Regions from separate parts of the Zea mays genome. Here region 1 is linked to region 2. A link is a contact called in public Hi-C data. All regions are on one chromosome and are shown on one strand. The core of a region is the stretch at or near the end of the contact, and the rest is flanking DNA. Distances in the headings are between cores, read along the strand shown. Region 1 holds the start of LOC100273640 (Protein LAZ1). Region 2 holds the start of LOC100125657 (glucose-1-phosphate adenylyltransferase large subunit 3 precursor-like).

What was found. A called contact is a pair of places that touch in the nucleus more often than the background predicts.
Region 1: a contact with region 2 is called in a Hi-C map of bundle sheath, with 2.1 times the contacts expected there. The contact joins the promoter of LOC100273640 here to the promoter of LOC100125657 in region 2. A contact is called at or near these places in 11 of 25 Hi-C or Micro-C datasets (bundle sheath, ear, endosperm and 4 more).

What each region holds. Positions count from the first base shown.
Region 1 is chr7:24,837,156-24,842,576 of Zm-B73-REFERENCE-NAM-5.0, forward strand. LOC100273640 (Protein LAZ1) reads left to right here and starts at 2,954. Exons shown (of 6, transcript NM_001148056.3): 1 at 2,954-3,300; 2 at 4,393-4,466. The coding sequence starts at 3,142.
Region 2 is chr7:24,636,699-24,642,157 of Zm-B73-REFERENCE-NAM-5.0, forward strand. It overlaps LOC100125657 (glucose-1-phosphate adenylyltransferase large subunit 3 precursor-like), which reads right to left and starts at 3,962. Exons shown (of 16, transcript NM_001112588.2): 1 at 3,749-3,962; 2 at 3,406-3,552; 3 at 3,026-3,199; 4 at 2,836-2,928; 5 at 2,662-2,745; 6 at 2,513-2,568; 7 at 2,114-2,207; 8 at 1,743-1,855; 9 at 1,348-1,420; 10 at 1,161-1,241; 11 at 998-1,084; 12 at 809-913. The coding sequence starts at 3,916.

The DNA of each region.
Region 1 (5,421 bases), core at 1,704-4,203, 200 kb after region 2:
CAGGACTCTTGTATGGTTAACTTATGGAATGAAATTTAATTTGTTATTTGCATTGCATCGTGGGATTTGTTATTAATTGTGATCAATTACTTAATTGGGTTGGTATACACTTATACTTAGTAATTGCTAGTAAAATTTTGACCAACTTATTAAAAGCAATGCTCAACATTAACCACTCTCTTTGGTAAGACTTACACTGCACATGAGCCCCCACCATAAGTCATGCATATTATTCCCCACAACTTGTTGAGCGATGAACATATGTGATCTCACCATTGTTGTACTCACCCCTAGGTCAAGGACAGGTACCACAAGCGAGGAGCATGAATGATGTCGCGGTGAGTTCGTGAGAGGTCTAGGTCGTCGTCTCCCAGTTCACCATGGTTGCAAAGGATCGTTGTTCATATGATGTATTTATTTAGTTATTTTGTACAAAACTTCTATTAAGTAATAAAGATGTGACATTCATTTCTGTACCATGAGTCATCATATGTGTGAGACTTGATCCTAGCACACATATGATTCACACCCGAGTTTGCCCTTAAATCCGGGTGTGACAAGGAGATACAAAAAATGGAACCAAACATCTTAATGATCATCTAAAGATATGTCCATACCGTAAGAGCAAGATGGCTGGGTAGATCAAGACATATAACCAAAGCTCATTAAGGTTTGGTTTGCTGGAAGGTACCTAGGATATGATATCCTACCTTGAGGATGATTGCACGCGATATTTATGCCATTCTAGTTAGCATTGTTGCTTCATAGTCATCATTTAGCACAAGTGGAAGAGTTCTTAGAGCATTGCAGTTGTCTTACTCCTACGATGCTAGAGGCGTTAATGTGCTCACAAGATTGGCTTAAAAATCAATACAAAGGTATATAAAACATTTATTTTGGTTGGTTGTGCTATAAAATTACACTAAAATTTTATGTTTGTGATAATACAAATGATGGAAATGGTCTTCCTTCGAGCTTCAGGATGACATATTATAATGGATGCAGGTAATATTCTAAAGGCAATGTAATTTTCAGTTATTTGTGCCTTGATGCAGATATTGAACTTTTCTGTCTTCATTTCCAGGAGCTGGCATTGTGAATGTGATATTGAGGACTTGAAGACATTGAACTTGTGATGTCTTAAATTCTTGTTGGACTTGTAATCTTAAACTCTTAGTGTGTATCATCTGTTCGCTGTTCAATAGTTGCAGTGTTGTGGTTGTGGACATTATGGAGTGTGGAACTATGGACTGTGGTTATTATTATTAATCACTCATGACATGTGAGTTTGCATTTAGTTATTTGTGAACTATGGTTATTGTTGGTAAGTGATGCATTATGGATGTGTGTGGATTGTGGAATTAATTATTTGTGATAAGTGATGAGTTATGGATGTTCTTATGCTGTGAAATCAATATGTTTACATTTATGTAGTTGAATACATTGCTGAAATGGATTAGACACTAAACGAGATTTTATGGGGATTTATACCCGTCGGGGCCCATATACCCGAATGGGGACGGGGAACATGGATACGAGAGGGTGGCGGGGATAGGGACGGGGTGCGCTCCTCGCGGGGGAATGGCCCCATTGCCATCCCTAGTTGGGGTCTAGGGACCCTATATCAGATCCAAATGGTCTCATATTACAATAACATTTTCCCAAGAAAACATTCAACTCAAGGATTACCCACACAATGATGCCATGGTCATATCTTGTGTTATCAAAGGCTTCGTGATACTTAGTGTCCTAGTAGACACAAACAATTAGGGATGGATCCGGATATTTATTCGGATGTCAAATTTTTGGTCTTCTTTCTTCGATTATGAACAAATAACATATAGAATTTGCTATGTAAATTTATATTCTTGTTTTTAGCATTGAGGCTATTAATCTTCAAAAAAATAAACATTAAATTCATTCTATATATTTTTAAATAATTGATATAAACTTTGGATGTCTATTCGAATACAGATTCAGATGTTTTTTCACCTTTTTTGTTGTAGGGAGAAAATAATATACATAAAAAATTATATAAAAATTTATTTAAATACTTCATAATATTCTTAATATCATTGCCAAAAATTAGCTTTAAATTCTATGTATATCTATGCTAAAATATTAGATTTGTGATACAATTCGGATGTTTTAGGAACATCCCTACAAACAATGCACCAAATATCATCTTTGCAAATGCTTTTAGACAAATGCAAGAACAAGGACAGATTACAAGAGGCCATGCATCCACTGTGTGTCTTCAGAGGAAAGCAAACAACAACAATTGGAAAGATAATCATGCCATTAACCTTCGGCTATGTCCATAATACCAGAACTAAAGATATCAGACGTGTTTGGTGTGGCGCCTAAGCCGCCACACCGCGCCACACTTTTCAGCCACAGGTGTGGCGGCCGATTCGGGTATATGGGCCCTTTCATCTTACAGATGTATACACCTGTGGCTGAAAAGTGTAGCGCGGTGTGGCGGCTTAGGCGCCATACCAAACATGCCCATCACACTCGACATGAAATATTCATATAATGCAATAAGTGATAGTGGAACTCTAAAAGCCTTTGAAGTAATATTACACCCACCATATCTATATATGAAAGGTACCGTCTAATCAACATCCAATCTCAATCTATGAAAGTCAAGCAGCCGCAAGAAGGACCAAATGAAACTAGATAGATTCAAAGGCTATATACAATATTGATGAAGTCTAAGCTTAGGCTCAGAATAAGCAAAATAAGAAAGGCAAACACTAACTTAATTTTGAAAAAAAACAGTTTCTGATGTTGTTTTAAAGTAATTTTATTTTAAAAATAATAAAAACAAAAAAAATTCTCACGTTCTCCAACGAAATTACACATCCGAGCAGTCAAAAGTCAAAACTTCGTAAACCCAATCCCAATCCCGTCACGTCACACGCCAACAACGCAAACGACCCTTGCCACGCGGAAACATCCGTCCTTCCCTACCGGCCCGGAGGCAGCTGCCCAGCTCCCCTACGAATCTCGATTCCCCAAACAACATTGCCACCGCCGCCTGGGCGCCTCGCTTCCCCTCACCTCGCCCTCTCCACCAAGCCGCGAGCCGCCTCCCCCATAGGGTTCCTCTCCCCGGAGCCGGGGGCAGCAAGGGGGATGGAGGGGTGGGCGTCCGCGGCGGCGTACACGGCCGCCGCGCTGGCCTCCGCGGCGGCGGCGACGGTGGTGGCTCTGCGGCTCGTGCACCGGCATCTCCTTCACTACGCCGAGCCCACGCACCAGCGTTTCATCGTCCGCATCATCCTCATGGTCCCGGTACGCCCTCCCCTCGGCCCTCGGAGACCCGCTTCTGTATAGTACATTAGTACTACTAGGCGAATATTAGCTGTTTATGTCAGCTCTCTTAGTTCTTACCTGTGATTTGTTGGCGAACTGTGACTTGTCCAACTGAAATGTTCTGCAGCTGTAGCTACAACGGTTTGCTCATTGATGCTTCTATGCAGCAATAATGGCTTACCATGTGTAGCAACCATTTATGTTCACATATGTTTATTCTTGTGTTGCCTATGCATTAGATTGCAGCAGCTATCTTAGTATTGATAATTGTTTTGAATAAAACAAAGAGTCCCTGTTTCTGAAGGTTGATAATGGTATCTGTGTTTTGGGGAATCATTTTTTTTGTTTTCTTTCTGATGGAAAACGGCAGCACATTTCTGGATTTTGTTACTTGCCACAGCACAGTAACCCTATTTACTTTTACTGCGATAGCCTGTTTGGTTTGATCCCAGCCATGAATCCCAGGCATCCAATTTTTGGAGATCTGTGGCTGAGATTGCTGCTTTGGCTGGGAGTTGCTTGGAAGGCCTCCAACCAAACACAAGTGTGGACAGATAGTTGGTGTACTCAAAGCTGGAAATGATGCTTAGGACTACTAAATCTTACAGCTCTGTGGGAGTTAAAGTAACGTGCTGAGCGGAATGGTTTATGTTTTATTTGTGCTCGCTGGCTCAGATATTTTCTTTACCTCATCTCATAAAATCAACTTTTTTTGTAGTGGAACCATCGGAATGAGAAGAATACATATTATCTCATAAACATGATTTTTCCAGTTCTGCTTCCTGCATGAATGCATGATCTGTCAGCCACATGACATTATTATATCACAGGGGTTTGGTTACACTATTTGTGCCATGTCTTTGTTCTATTTGGTTTGGCATAATGCATATGAATCATGGCATCTATCCTCTGGGCATGGAACTTGAACATTTGTCCTAGATAGTTGGTTTCAAGTGTCAGCATGGAATCATATGACTGGATTGTCTTGATTCATTTAACCCTTTCATCTTACAGATGTATATTGTATCCAGCTTTTGATCCTTTTGTAACTATCTGTACATTAAATTTCAGGTATATGCAGTGATGTCATTTCTTTCCCTTGTCTTACCGCATCAAGCAATCTACTTCAATTCTATTCGAGAAATGTAAGTCAACTACTTGTAACTGAAAACTTATTTTATATTATCCTGTGTCATCTCATTCATGTTCATATCACTTGGACATATATGCTTTCATTCACGATGGATAATGATGCCCTCATAATCAGAACTAATACAAGAAATAAAACTGCTCTTGTAACCCTCCCTTTTAGTACTCATCTGGTATAAGTCCTGTGACTTGATATGGTCCATAACCCTAACCATTGACAAAATGCAATCCCAAGTGAAACAGTGCTGTTAATGTGAGAAGGGCATGAATTTGCAACTTCGTTTAGATCACAATATTGCTAGCTTTGATGGCACTCGGTATGCGTGCACAAGTTCTGAAATGCCCTTGCACTACAATCATTAAGTCAACTTGACCATTAATGACGCATTACCTGAACCAAATCAAGAAGTTCAGTTCAAAAGAATGTTAACTTTTTAGTCTGCAGTTATATAGTAGTAATGGTATAAGCAGTATCCCCACTGGTGCTTCTGAAGGACTGGGGCAGGCTACTTCTGACACTGCATTACAAATATGCCTCTTGGTTTTTTTATGAAAGCCGGGGCTTCCCCACTGTGCCAGTTCCCGCAGATAAATGAAGTGAAGTTCAATTGTGTGAATACTTACCCAATTAGGGATCAAATAACAGAGGAAATTGGCTGCGGAGGCTGTTTTTTAACTATGCATGCCTATCGAGACCATGATACTAACTTCATGAGCAATGCCATATGCTTACAAGTTACAGCAATGTTTCCTGTGACACTTTGTAGTCCAAGAATACATTTATCCAATCAGATAGTTGAGATGTGATCAATCTAGTACTTCATTTTAATAAAATCATCAGTGATGAACTTACCACTTCTAGAAACCTCAGCTAGATCCGCATTATTACTTCTAGAAACATTTGTTGTAGTTAGATCCACCATCTAACAACCATGTGATCCAGCCATGCAT
Region 2 (5,459 bases), core at 2,712-5,211:
CTACTCATCCTCACGCTTGGCTACTTCGACATCGGCACAAAGGGCTACCCCGCCTTGCTTGGGCAACCTCGTCGGCTTCCACTCCAGCCACAGCATCTGCGTCGCATCGACCATTACGACTGCGGGGGGTGTCAGCTCGACTGCTTCTTCTACAGTCTCATCGTCTGCACCGCTCCCACTGTGACAGGGGGGGTCTTAGAGTATATTAGGCAACACCGGATATGGATAGTTTAGGATTGATTGTAATCCCATGGTAGCCTTCCTTATCTCTGGGAGAGGCGCCTTGCCCTCCAAGCCATGTACTCTTATATAAACAGCTCGAGGACTCAGGCAATAAATCATCCCACACATTATGCGCATTCTCTACTTCCTTCAGTGATGTCACAAATGTGTATATTGCAGAAAACAAACATAAATAAATGGGCACTACAGAGTAAGAGTCTGATGGACGTGACAATGGATTGAGCTACATCATGTGATGTTTTATTTAGCATTTCATATGTTTAATTACAATTGTGGTCATTAGATCTCCCTTAGGGCTTGTTCGTTTTAACATTAATCCATATGGATTAGATGGTATTGAGTCGGTTTAAATCCATAGCAAGTTAAAATCCATTCCAATCTATTTTAATACACTCCAATCCACATGGAATTGAAACAATCGAACAAGGCCTTAATAAAGTTATGAATATCAACCATGCAAACTGAATATCAAAGAGTAACATTTTCCCCACCTAACTCCCACCCCACCAGGATAATTTTAGATTTCCTTTGCAACTATATAACTCACAAACACTCAATAATTTACCTTGAGCTGCACTCCCGGTTCTAACCTTGAGCGGATACCAATGACAGAGTGCTCAACACTGCACTCAGTTAGAAAGCAGCCATGTGAAACTATAGAGTTCAAAACCTGCACAAAAACAGATAAATCAAGCAAGGCTGCCAGGTAATGCATTATAAACGAAACAATGTATAGGTAATAAGAGATTCTGACCTTGCAGTTTTCTACCTTGGTTGGGGGTAAAAATCTAGGAGATGTAAAAATAGGCTTCACGGGATCATAAAAATAGAAGTTGGGAGACTACAAAATAAAAAATGAAACTATTATCCAAGCTCGGAAAGATTAAGCCAGAAACAATGTTAATCAAAATGTAAACCTGATCAGTGAGAGCAAGGTTTGCTTCAAAGAAAGACTTTATTGTTCCAATATCTTCCCAGTAACCATCAAACAAATAAGCCTGGAGCCAACAGAAGAACAGATCCTTCAGACCACGTGTTCATGACAACTAAAAGAAGGTAACATAAGTTCATTTTGGATTTTTGACGAATGTAGAGTGTAAATACCTGCACATCATAATCTTTTGCAGCCATTGGAATCACTTCTAAGCCAAAATCATTAGCTGTAGGATAATGGCCTCTAATAAATATGCACAACAAAGAAAGAACATAAGTGTCGTCACCACCAGCTGCAACATAATGTGAATGAAGGTGCATGGAGATTGCAAGATGTCATAATTCCTGTCTTACAAGATACAAGTCAAAAGAGGTAACAATTTTGTAACTTGTGGTTAAATTCACGTTTGTTGGGAACCACAAAAGGCTTAATCAAAAGAAAGCTAGATGTATCGTTATATACAAACTGTGAACACGAAATGTCATCAATACATTGTTCTTTCACGTAAAAGGTTTTAAAAATAACCAACAAAAGCCTTACTTAGCAAGTTTGTTCTAATTCTTACCTCAGAAGCTTTCTGAGAACATCTGCCTTGAATACATATATTCCCATTGAAGCCATGTATTTGTACGTACTTGCAAACTCTGGGGATAATCCAAACAATCCCATGTCCACTTGCTTCATTAACAAGTACAATAGAGTATTTAAAAATCTTTCCACAAAGTAAATAAATCCAAGGATACCATTTGAAATGAAGTTAGGGAGACATAGGATTCAACTCAAATAATTTAGAAGATGATGCAACATAAAAGGAAGCCCATGACAAAAATACTAATTATGCAAAAGAAAGGCAATATGCAGTCAATCTATACTTGTCTGAATAAATCATTAAGTAGTTGTTCATCTTTGGGGTCAGTGAGAGGGAGTGTACCATACCATTGATTCCAAATCTGCACCCTTGGGCTTTTCAAGGAAATCAGTGATGTGCCCATTCCTGTCGGCCTTCATCAATCCAAAATCAGATGCCCGACTGCATGTATATATGAGATAAAAAAACAAAATAAGAAGATAGGAATATGTTAGCGTGGGATATGACAACAGTAAACAAAGTGATTCTAGTTCTTATAAAATGCAAAGCATGAGATATCTGAAGCTTTCCAGCATGAACATTGATGATAGTCATAAACAAATATGCACTACTGAATAAACAGTGCATACAGTATAGGTAGCTAAGATATCATCATATTGGCATATTGCTTTGTTAGCCAACTGAATACTAGTTTAATTACCAAGAAAAGGCAAGGAACAAATTTAAAAGGGACAAAGCTGGATGACCTTTCATCCATTGGAACACACGCAACTGAAATATCAGCACCAGAGTCAACATGCTTCTGCAAAACAATATTATAATATACCTTTGTCAAGCAATGAAAAATAAGACTGAAACTTGAAATTACAACATCAACTTGCAGCAGATAGGAGACCTGCACAAAATCCATGTAATCCATCCGATACAGATGATCACCAGACAGAATCAGTATGTTTTCTATACATTTGAGTCTTGCATCCTTCACAGAATAACATCAGGCAAAAAGTTAATTGGACATAGTGATAGCATACTCTGAAAGGTAGAGTATTACACATGGCCCAGGAAGAACCTCAAAAAGCCAGAGGAACTGCCTGACAGCATCTGCTGTTCCCTGGAACCATTTCTTTCCTGATTCCCCAGCTGTTTGGGTAGCTGCCAGCACCTATCCAATGAGCAAAAAATAAACAGGCAGAAAACAAGATCAGGAGTCCATCGCAATGGTATTCCGCAATCGAGCCTGCTTATACCGAAGAGTGTACCTCCACAGACCCGCCACTGAATCCAACTCCCTCACCAAAGTTGTATGTCCTTGCGATGTGGCGATTGAGAGACTGGGAATTGAACTGGGTGAGGACGTAGATCTTGTTGATCTTGCTGTTTATGCAGTTGCTCATCGGGATGTCGATGAGCCTGTAGCATCCCCCGACGGGCACCTGAGAGCGAGAGACGGCGACTGAATCACTATTACAGTAACTACCCCGTAGCTCAGTCGATGGCACGGATTGCAACGGGAATCTACAACCGCTAATCCCAAGTTGTGTAGTAATGCCGTACAAGAGATTGATGAATGACGAAATGTGACTTATGAGCGATGGAGACAAAGTCTAGAAACAGGGAGGTGCTGAGGCGATTTTATTACCGCGGGCTTGGCCCTTGTACGCGTGAGCGGGAAGAGGCGCGTGCCGGCGCCACCGCCGAGGATGATGGAGGCCACGGTGTCCGGGCTGACGTCCCTCCGCGCAGCCGCAGCCGCCGCCGCCTGGGCGCCCGAGTCCGCCTGCTCCTCCTGCCACAGGTGACAACCCGAAAATGTGATTGACCCATGACCCGCCCTACCACGGAACGGCACGGCACGCGAACGCAACACAGATCACGCCACGCTTGACACCAGCGTGGCCTAGGCCCTTGGCGGCGGCTAGCATGTCCAATTGTTGGAAGTCGGAAGCACGCGGACCTCACGGCAATGCGCGAGCGCGACTGACCTTGATCCCACGGGGGGCGTCGGCGAAGACGCAGGTGGTGGTGGTGGCGATGGCGGCGACCGACACCGCGCGGCGCCGGGTCGGGGGCGAGGCGCGGCGCGCGGGGAGCGGCGTCGCGAAGCTAGCGAGGAAGGCCGCGCTCGTGTGCGGCGCGGCGGGGTACGCCATCGGCCGTGCAGCCGTGCCGTGGTACGTACGGGGTGGCCGCGAGGCGCTGGAGCCTGGAGGAGACGGCGCGCAGGCAGGGGAGCCGGGAGAGTCTCTCTCTCTGGCTGTGGGGTTGCAGCTCGGGGTTTTGTAACGGGACGGGACGGGACGGAGTGGAGCGGGTGGGGAGCCGGGAACAGTGGGTAGGCGCGTGGGGGCACGGAGGTTTTTTGGATCCAGCTCGCGCGGCTCGAGTCACGAGAGATTGGCTGGCCAGCCGTTCGGCGGTGACCCGGCTGAATGCTTCTTTGCTTCCCACGGTTCCGTTCCACCGCTCACTGGCGACTTAAAAAAAACAGTCACCCGGCCACCCCCTCGCGCGCGCTCCTAGGCGCTGCATGTTGAGTTGTTGACATGGTGTGGCTCACAAGGCCACAGGCGATGGGGAAAAAAACTCTATGCAGTGACAATCGGGCTCGCTGGTAGGGATGGCAATACCCAAAACCCGAAACCCGATGGGTAAAAACCCTATTAGGGTACGGGTATGGCGGATTTTGATACCCATGGGTATTTTATTGGGTCATTTGTTATGCCCATCGGGTACGGTGGGCGTGGGTATGTTCTCTGTTGCCCCATACCCGCTACCCAATGGGGAACCCGCTAATATATGACACGTGGGTCCGGATTTATATGTCTCATATAAAATGAATGTTATGTTTTGTCCACAGTTTTGTAGAATCAATGCTATGTTTTGTGTGATTTGAAGGCATGATATTGCCATTTAATGTTGAATATTGTTGAACTTGTGATAAAATTATGTTGGGTTCGATACATTTGTTATGCTGGTACTTATTTTTGCGATTCAAATGATCATGTCTATCGTAATGCTAATGGGTATGGGTATCCAATGGGTACCCGCTACCCATGGTGGGTATGGGTATGGCGTAATTTTGTACCCATGATGGGTAGTGGGTATGGGTATGAGTCAATTTTTTTCTAGTGGGTATGGGTATGGCTTCGCGTGCCCACTGGGTACCTTACCCACTGCCATCCCTACTCGCTGGTGGTGACTGGTGAGACAGACACGCATGACTGACTAGCATGCAAAGCGGGCGACGCTTGGATCTGTTGAATAATTAAATAGTTTTTAGATTAAATTTCTAATATAAATCATGATCAAATCAGAGAACTGAAGTAAAAAAGTCAAATCAGATGATGCGTATTGATCAGACATACTGGTAGATGGCGCGGGCCGGAATCAGTCGGGTCGATGACGTCGAAACAGCGAAATTAGCAGGGTCGACGAGGTCAGAAGATCACGAGCAGTCACGTGAGGACGCTTTCCAAAAACCTTATTCGCTCTCTCCCGGTGCAGGATCTCGAATGCGAAGGGTTCCGGAGACCTGCTCTCCTGATCGCAGATGCACGTCTGCGGTCGGGATGAAAAGAACTGAAGGTGGCTCAGCTGTGAAGAAAGGTGAAAGCGAAAACTGAGATGATTTGGATGCTGGCTGCCAGGCGCATTTTATAGGACCGAGTCCGCGAACAGATAGCTATCTTCGAT